Regions from separate parts of the Danio rerio genome. Here region 1 is linked to region 2. A link is a contact called in public Micro-C data. All regions are on one chromosome and are shown on one strand. Each heading gives the region's core, a stretch centred on a gene start, on an enhancer-like site or on the middle of the called end of the contact. The rest is flanking DNA. Distances are from core to core; before and after follow the strand shown.

Region 1 (3,590 bases), core at 65-2,564, 200 kb before region 2:
TCAGCTAAGAACAGAAAACTGAGGCTACAATTTACACAGGCTTATCAAAAGTTTACAACAGCAGATTGAAAAAACGTTGCCTGGTCTGCTTTTTCTGCTGTGTCATTGGGATGGTCAGAATTTGGCCCTTCAGTGCTTATTGAGCCTCGTGTCAACGCCACAGCCTACCTGAGTATTGTTGCTGACCGTGTCCATCCCTTTATGACCACAGTGTACCCATCTTCTGATGGCTTCTTCCAGCAGGATAACACACCATGTCACAAAGTGTGAATCATCACAGACTGGTTTCTTGAACATAACTATGAGTTCACTGTACTCAAATGGCCTCCACAGTCACCATATCGCAATCCAATAGAGCACCTTTGGGATTTGGTGGAATGGGAGATTCGCATCATGGACGTGAAGCCGACAAATCTGCAGCAACTGCGTGATGCTATCATGACAATATGGAGCAAAATCTCTAAGGGGTTATTTCCAGTACCTTGTTGAATCTATGCCATGAAGGATTAAGGCAGTTCGGAAGGCAAAAGGGGGTTCAACTGGGTACCAGTAAAGTGTACCTAATAAAGTGGCCGGTGAATGTACATTAAACCAACATAAAATTAATATAATATTACTTGAACTTGATATACAAAGTATATTATTACTTTGATTTTTATATATTTACTTATATATTTTAGTCTTGTTTCTAGTCTATATATCGAAAAAATCTTAAATCAAGAAGCATTTTCTAGACAGGCACAAAATATTGTCTTGTTTTAAGAAGTGATGTCAAAATTATGTTTTTTTTTAAAACAAGCTAAATAATTGTGTTGTAAAACAAGCTTAATAATTGTATTTTTTTATTTTTATTTTTTATAAATTTTGTCATTATTTCTTAAAACAATATGTTTTGCTTGTTTAAAACAATGTTCCTTGAATTAAGATTTCCAAGATACTTGGACTAGAAGCAAGACAAAAAATATCTACCTAAGAAAATCATAGTGCAATAGATTTATATGTAAACATACTAAGAGTTAATATATACGTTTACTTCTTTGACACTTTATTCGTCATTAACTTTACTGACTCTCAAGACGTCTGTCATGGGCAGGTGTCAGTTGAGCCTCTAGAAATAAAACAGGCAGAGTAAGTTGTTAATATTTTAGGGTAGATGTCATGACTGTATTCACCTTTGGTTCAACTGGGACCTTCAAAGGCCGACTTATTTTATGGGTTACCACCATAAAGCCCAGAGAGTTTTACCTGCACACATGGATGACGTTGGGGAATTCATTGTTCCCTGCCGGTGAAGGGGTTTATCAGGGTTCAGGGGCATGAATGGAATGTCTCTGCGTTGGGCCCCGCAGGGTGAATTTACTGAGGTGGAGCTGGATCCTGCTAACAGCCAGGACATGAAGCAAAACAAAATAATAATATTAAAAAAATAATTAAATAAGTAAAACACAATATAAAATAAAAAACTTAACAAAAATACAATTAAATAAAAATAAAATAAAGTACAGGACAGTAAAAAACAAGAACTAAACTAAAATGAAATTTAAATAATAACCTAAACTAAAATAAAACATGAAATAAAGTAAAATACAATATAAAATAAAAACTACGATAAAATAAAATTAAGTAAAATAACAATACATTATAAAATAAAAACTACACAAATAAATAAATAAAAATACAATATAAAAAATAAACTAAACTAAAATAAATTCAATAAAAAAACAATTAAGTGAAATACAGTATAACATAAAAAGTAAATAAAATAAAATTAAGTAAAATGCTAAACTAATAATAATAATTAATTCATTAAAATAAAGTACAATATAAAATAAAACGTAACTAAAATACAATTAAATAAAAATAAACACAACAAAATATTAAAATAAAGTACTGTAAAATAAAAAAAACTAAACTAAAATTAAATAAACCTAAAATAAAATAAAAACTATAATACAATATAGTATAAGGAATGGTGCAATATAAAGTAAAATAAATAATAAAATGAAATAAATTAAAAATAAAGTAAAATAAAATTTGAAATATAAACTACACAAATAAATAAAATTAAGTAAAATACAATATGAATAAACTAAACTAAAATAAATTCAATAAAAATACAATCAATTAATTTACAATATAACAAAAAGTAAACTAAATAAAATAAAATAAAGTAAAATGCCAAACTAATAATAATAATATATAATTAAATAAATAAAGTAAAACACAATATAAAATAAAAGCTAAACAAAAATACAATACAATTAAATGAATATAAAAATAAATAAATAATAAAATAAAGTACAGTAAAAAACTGAACTAAAACATATTAAATAAACAACCCAAAATAAAAAAAACTAAGATAAAATGAAATAAAAAGTAAAGTAAAAAACCATACAATATAAAATAAAAACAAAACAGAAACTAAACTAAAACTAATATCAATTAAATAAATAAAGTAAAGTAATACAATATAAAATAAAAAACTAAAATAAAATACAATTAAATGAAAAGAAAAATAAATAATAAAATAAAGTACTGTAAAAAATTACTGAAATAAAAGATTATAGCAATGTAACATTCTCAAGTTCTCTTTTATAGGATCATGTTTACAGTTTATGTAATTCTCCTCACCTGTGTTTACTTCAGTTAGTGAGTGACATGTCATTGCAGATGAATTGACCTAGCTTTGGCATTATTCGTTCTCTGATTCAGTCTAATGTAAATATTCCACATTAACACAAAATTCAACGTGTATCAAATATAAATTTTTTTATTTCTGTTTTGTTTGGTAGTATTTGATCAGTAAAGGTATTTATTTTGAATAATCATTGAATATTGGGTATTTTCTCTTTACTTTAAACGTATATTACACCCAGAAAACGAACAAACGTATCTAGTTTGAGAACCGCACAAACATTCCTGTCTAATCTTCACTAATGTTTGCGGATGGACCTGCTTTGACCACTGGAGGGCAGTATCAACCTTATGGTGAGGAGTGAGGTAATGGCGGACTGAGTGCAGCCAGGTTTGTCCGGTATGGAAATGACTTCTGAATGTGTTTGAAAAGGCTGATTTAGTGAAATGACCATCCTGTGTAAGGTTGTAATACCTATAAAGAAGAAGGTGGAGAGCAACACTTAGTCTAATCATTTATTTATTTAAAAAACATTAATATTCATACAAGTCATTTAACGACTTTAAATACAAATGAACAAAATATACTATTTATTTATCTATCTATCTATCTATCTATCTATCTATCTATCTATCTATCTATCTATCTATCTATCTATCTATCTATCTATCTATCTATCTATCTATCTATCTATCTATCTATCTATCTATCTATCTATCTATCTATCTATCTATCTACACTGTAAAAAATGCAGGGTTCCACACAATTCAATCATGTTGTCCCAACACAAACTTATTAAGTTAACATTTTTAACAAATGTATGTGTATTGAACATAATAAAATTAAGTTGTGCCAATGAAATCTCCCAAATTGTGTTGATTCAGCTTATTTTATCTATAAAATTTAGTATAAATAAAAGTGTGTGTTGACATAATATATGCATGTGTGTGTATAT
Region 2 (4,115 bases), core at 1,370-3,869:
CTCACGGCCGTCTTTGACGTCAGCAGCGACGATCATTTGTGTTTTACCACTGTCTCCATCAACAAAGACTCATCATAAATGAAGATATTCCATAACATCTGCTGCAAGTCATTGTCATCTCATTTGCACAGCCACAAATTTCTTTTGTGGACGCACAATGAAAAGCAAATCCATTTCTTTATCATCTGATTCGAATTTAGATTTTTAATTGTAGCCTATAACGCCGCACTGAAGCTTTCTGTCCATGAGACATCACTGAGGAATCTGCATCGCCTTTTGCCAGAAAGCTGTTTAGCAAGTGCATAACAGAGCAGCCCAATAGAGATGTCCCTTTATTGACACTGTTAGAGCAGACTCACCCTCGCCCGAGTGTTTACACACATCACCCACACACACAGATGTCCTCAAATGTAAGTCTTGCAGCTGCCAACTCTCTCTCTCTCTCTCTCTCTCTCCCTCATACCTGATGCATTCTGGGATGCTTGGTACTCAGATTGGTTGTTGTATCTGCTAATGATATGTTTATTTTCACTCAGTAGGTGTTCGCATTGTAAAAGCGTAATGACCAAAGACCCCTTCTTAAGCTCAGTAGTTTAAAACACTACTTGATTTGTACACTTTAATGTGAATTATTTGAACTTAAAGGGATCAACACATTCAAGGACTACACACACACTTAATACACAAATACACTTCATTAAACATGTACACATAGACATCATCTGTATGTTACCCAGCAGGCACAAAACATCATAAGACGTTGATATTAGGTTAGATTTTGGTCATGATGTCAGGTGATCAGCGTCTAAGAACAACATTATTTTGATGTCCAATAACGATGTCAAAGTATGTTGATATTTGGTTGATTTTAGGTTGTGTTGGAAAGTGACCAAACCAAACGTCTGAAAGATAGTGGTAACGTCCACACTACAAGGTGTAGCATGATCAGACGTTGATAGTTGATTGATTTTAGGTTGATTAAAGTTGGAAATTGATGTCAACCTGACTTTGGGTTCTGGCGTCAACCCAATTTTCATTTCCAAACAAAATTCAGCGTCCCCACAACGGTGGTGTATGTTGAGGTACAATGTTAACATGACGTTATGGAAGTCAATGGTTACAGGTAGTGCTGGGCGATTTGCCCTACAACCAAAATCTCGATTAATTAGTAATTTAGTAATGAAAATTTATCAGTCACAAATTATGAAAGCACATTTTAAAAGTGCTTACAAGTCAATAATACAGCATTTGTATCTGCAGTTATAAACTGCTTACTAATGTCTAGGCCCACACGAAATCTGCACGTGCAGAATTCCGCAGATTTTCCGCAGATTTTTAGCCCATCATTAATTCTGTTTATTTACTTGAGTAAATGTGTAACTCTGAATTTATTCAGTTTTTATTCAGTAATTTATTACTTTTTATTTCATATATTAAGGTTTTAGTTATGATACTCCCAAAATAATTCCGCAGAAATCCGCATATTTTTACCAAAATTCTCCACAAAAAAAGCAAAAAAACGTCTGCAGATTTCGTCTGGCCCTGCTAATGTCTATTAATGTAGAGTTCATGCTTAATAGCTAATGATTGCACTATATGCTAATCCTTAATAAATGGTCCATAATGTGTAGTTATTATAAAGTTCTACCTTGTGTATATTTTTATATTTAAAAAGGCTTTTCAAAACATTTTAACAGCAATGTTTATATATACACACACACACACGCGCACGCACGCACACACACACACACACACACACACACACACACACACACACACACACACAGTTGAAGTCAGAATTATTAGCCCCCCTTTGAATTTTTTATTCCTTTTTAAATATTTCCCAAATAATGTTTAACAGAGCAAGGAAATTTCCACAGTATGTCTGATAATGTTTTTTCTTCTGGAAAAAGACTTATCCGTTTTATTTGAGCTAGAATAAAGGCAGTTATTAATTTTTTGATGAACCATTCTAAGGTCAAATTATTAGCCCCTTTAAGCTAATTTTTTTTTTCGACTGTCTACAGAACAAACCATTGTTATACAATAATTTACCAAATTACCCTAACCTGCCTAGTTGACCTAATTAACCTAGTTAATCATTTAAATGTCACTTTAAGCTGTATAGAAGTGTCTTGAAGAATATCTAGTAAAATATTATTTACTGTCATCATGACACATAAAAGAAATCCGTTATTATAAATGAGTTATTAAAACTAGTATGCTTAGAAATGAAAAAAAAAAAAAAAAAATCTGAAAAAATTTGCTCTCCATTAAACAGAAAATGGGGGGGGGGGTAATAATTCATGTGTGTGTGTTTGTGTGTGTGTTAACAATTATTTTGTTAACAGCTTAGCTCTCTCTATATGCAAAACATTCTGCTGACACACAGTATGTTCTCACAGTCCTGTGGAACTCCATAGAGCATGTGTGTGTGTGTTTGTGTGTGAGAAACAGTGAATAGGAGTGGAAGATACAGAGTGGCACGCTGAGATAATGAAAAAGAGACAATTCTCCCAGACACGGTCTCTCCTCGTACTCTGCTTCTCCGTCTGTTGCACAGTTCTGTTTGGAGCCAAACAGTCAAGAATGTGGGGTATCATTTCCTGCAGAGAGATGACGTTCATGGAAAGGAGAGAAAGAGAAAAAAAAAAGGCCCTCGCCAAAGGGAGGCTTAGTGGTGTCAGACTCAGGAAACAGAGTTTTCAGATTTGAGGAGTTAGAGACTGAATGTGTGTTGAGAAAGTGCTGGATCTTCCACCGAGAGAGTCTGTGTGTGTGTGTGAGGCCAGGAACTGGCAGCTGCTGTGGTAGGGCAAGACTGGGCAGGCTCCGGTGCTCGGCCCCAGGGAAGCGCCAAGCTGCCAAAGTGCCCTGGCAGGGGCCCGGGATGGGTCCGCAGGAACAGAAGAGCCTCTTTGTGCTCACCTTGCCAGCAGAAACCCAGCCTCTGCGCTCGGGTTGAGTCTGCTCCGCTTTGCTGTGCTTACACTACAACACGGCGACCGCGGATAGCAGCGAAGCTACAAATCACAGCCAAATTTATGAAACAAGACTCTTCTCTCGAGGCGTCCAGTTAAAGTCAAAATGATTAGTCCTACTGTTCAACGTTGACTCTTTTGAAATATTTTTCAATTGTTGCTAAATGGAGAGGTTTTTTTTTTACCTGATACTTTTAATAACTATTTTGTTTTGTCTTTGCCATGGGGATCTAATGTTTTTCTACTTATTTTGTAAGATACTAGTATTCAGCATAACGTGCAAAGGGTTAACTACACTGTAAAAAAAAAATCTGTAAATTAGCAGTTTTCTGTATTTTGTCTTTTTTTTTACCCATTTCCCATACTGCATTTCCCATCTTTCCTGTACTCGAATTGCATTATGGGATCTTGATTTTCTTCCAACATCTTTTAACCTTGCAAAGTTCGTAAATGTAACTTTCATTAACATTTTTAATAGTTTAATCTTTGTAATCATTTATATTTGAATTGATTTTAAATTACTTAATATCCAGGACAAAAGTCCCCTGGTTAAAAAAAAAAAAAAAAGTTCAGTCATTTTAATACACATATTTAAGTATGTCAGGAAAATTGCTTATTTAAAGATTATTTTAAGTAAGTAAGTAAATAAATATTTTACTTATGTTTAAGGTGAAATATTGAATACAGGAGAAAGAATTATGAATAAGCTGAGATTTGGCACAATCACAATATAGGAAAAAAAATAGTGTATATAAAATTGTTTATATAAAATTGTTCATGCTTTTATCAGCAGAAGGGTGGATTACCGTAACGGCCTCCTCATGGGTCTTCCCAAAAAGACAGTCAGACAGTTACAGCTCATCCAGAACGCTGTGGCCAGGATTCTGACCAGAACCAGGAAATCAGAGCACATCAAACCTGTCCTCAGGTCTCTACACTGGCTCCCAGTTACATTCAGAATAGATTTTAAAGTATTATTACTGGTCTATAAATCACTAAATGGCCTAGGAGCTCAATACATTACAGATATGCTCACTGAATACAAACCCAACAGATCACTCAGATCTTTAGGATCATATAAACTAGAAATTCAGTCAAAGCAGGGTAAATCGGATTTCAGCTACCACATCCCCT

What was found. Hi-C and Micro-C count contacts between places; a contact is called where the count stands out from the background.
Region 1: a Micro-C map of caudal fin shows a contact between it and region 2, with 5 times the contacts expected there. The contact joins two enhancer-like sites. A contact is called at or near these places in 2 of 18 Hi-C or Micro-C datasets (caudal fin and an unstated tissue).

Annotation. Positions count from the first base shown.
Region 1 is chr13:5,830,940-5,834,529 of GRCz12tu, reverse strand. The region is part of intron 1 of LOC141377107 (a long non-coding RNA gene); the gene reads right to left. Among named protein-coding and RNA genes, the nearest start is that of spred2b, 140 kb to the left of the region's middle. Within about 2 kb of position 1,314, at least 4 of the 62 cell types and tissues checked have an H3K27ac peak or open chromatin away from gene starts, as enhancers often do. A contact at or near this core is called in caudal fin, where this site is marked.
Region 2 is chr13:5,630,130-5,634,244 of GRCz12tu, reverse strand. The region is part of intron 4 of LOC141377110 (a long non-coding RNA gene); the gene reads left to right. Among named protein-coding and RNA genes, the nearest start is that of meis1b, 51 kb to the right of the region's middle. Within about 2 kb of position 2,619, at least 16 of the 62 cell types and tissues checked have an H3K27ac peak or open chromatin away from gene starts, as enhancers often do. A contact at or near this core is called in caudal fin, where this site is marked.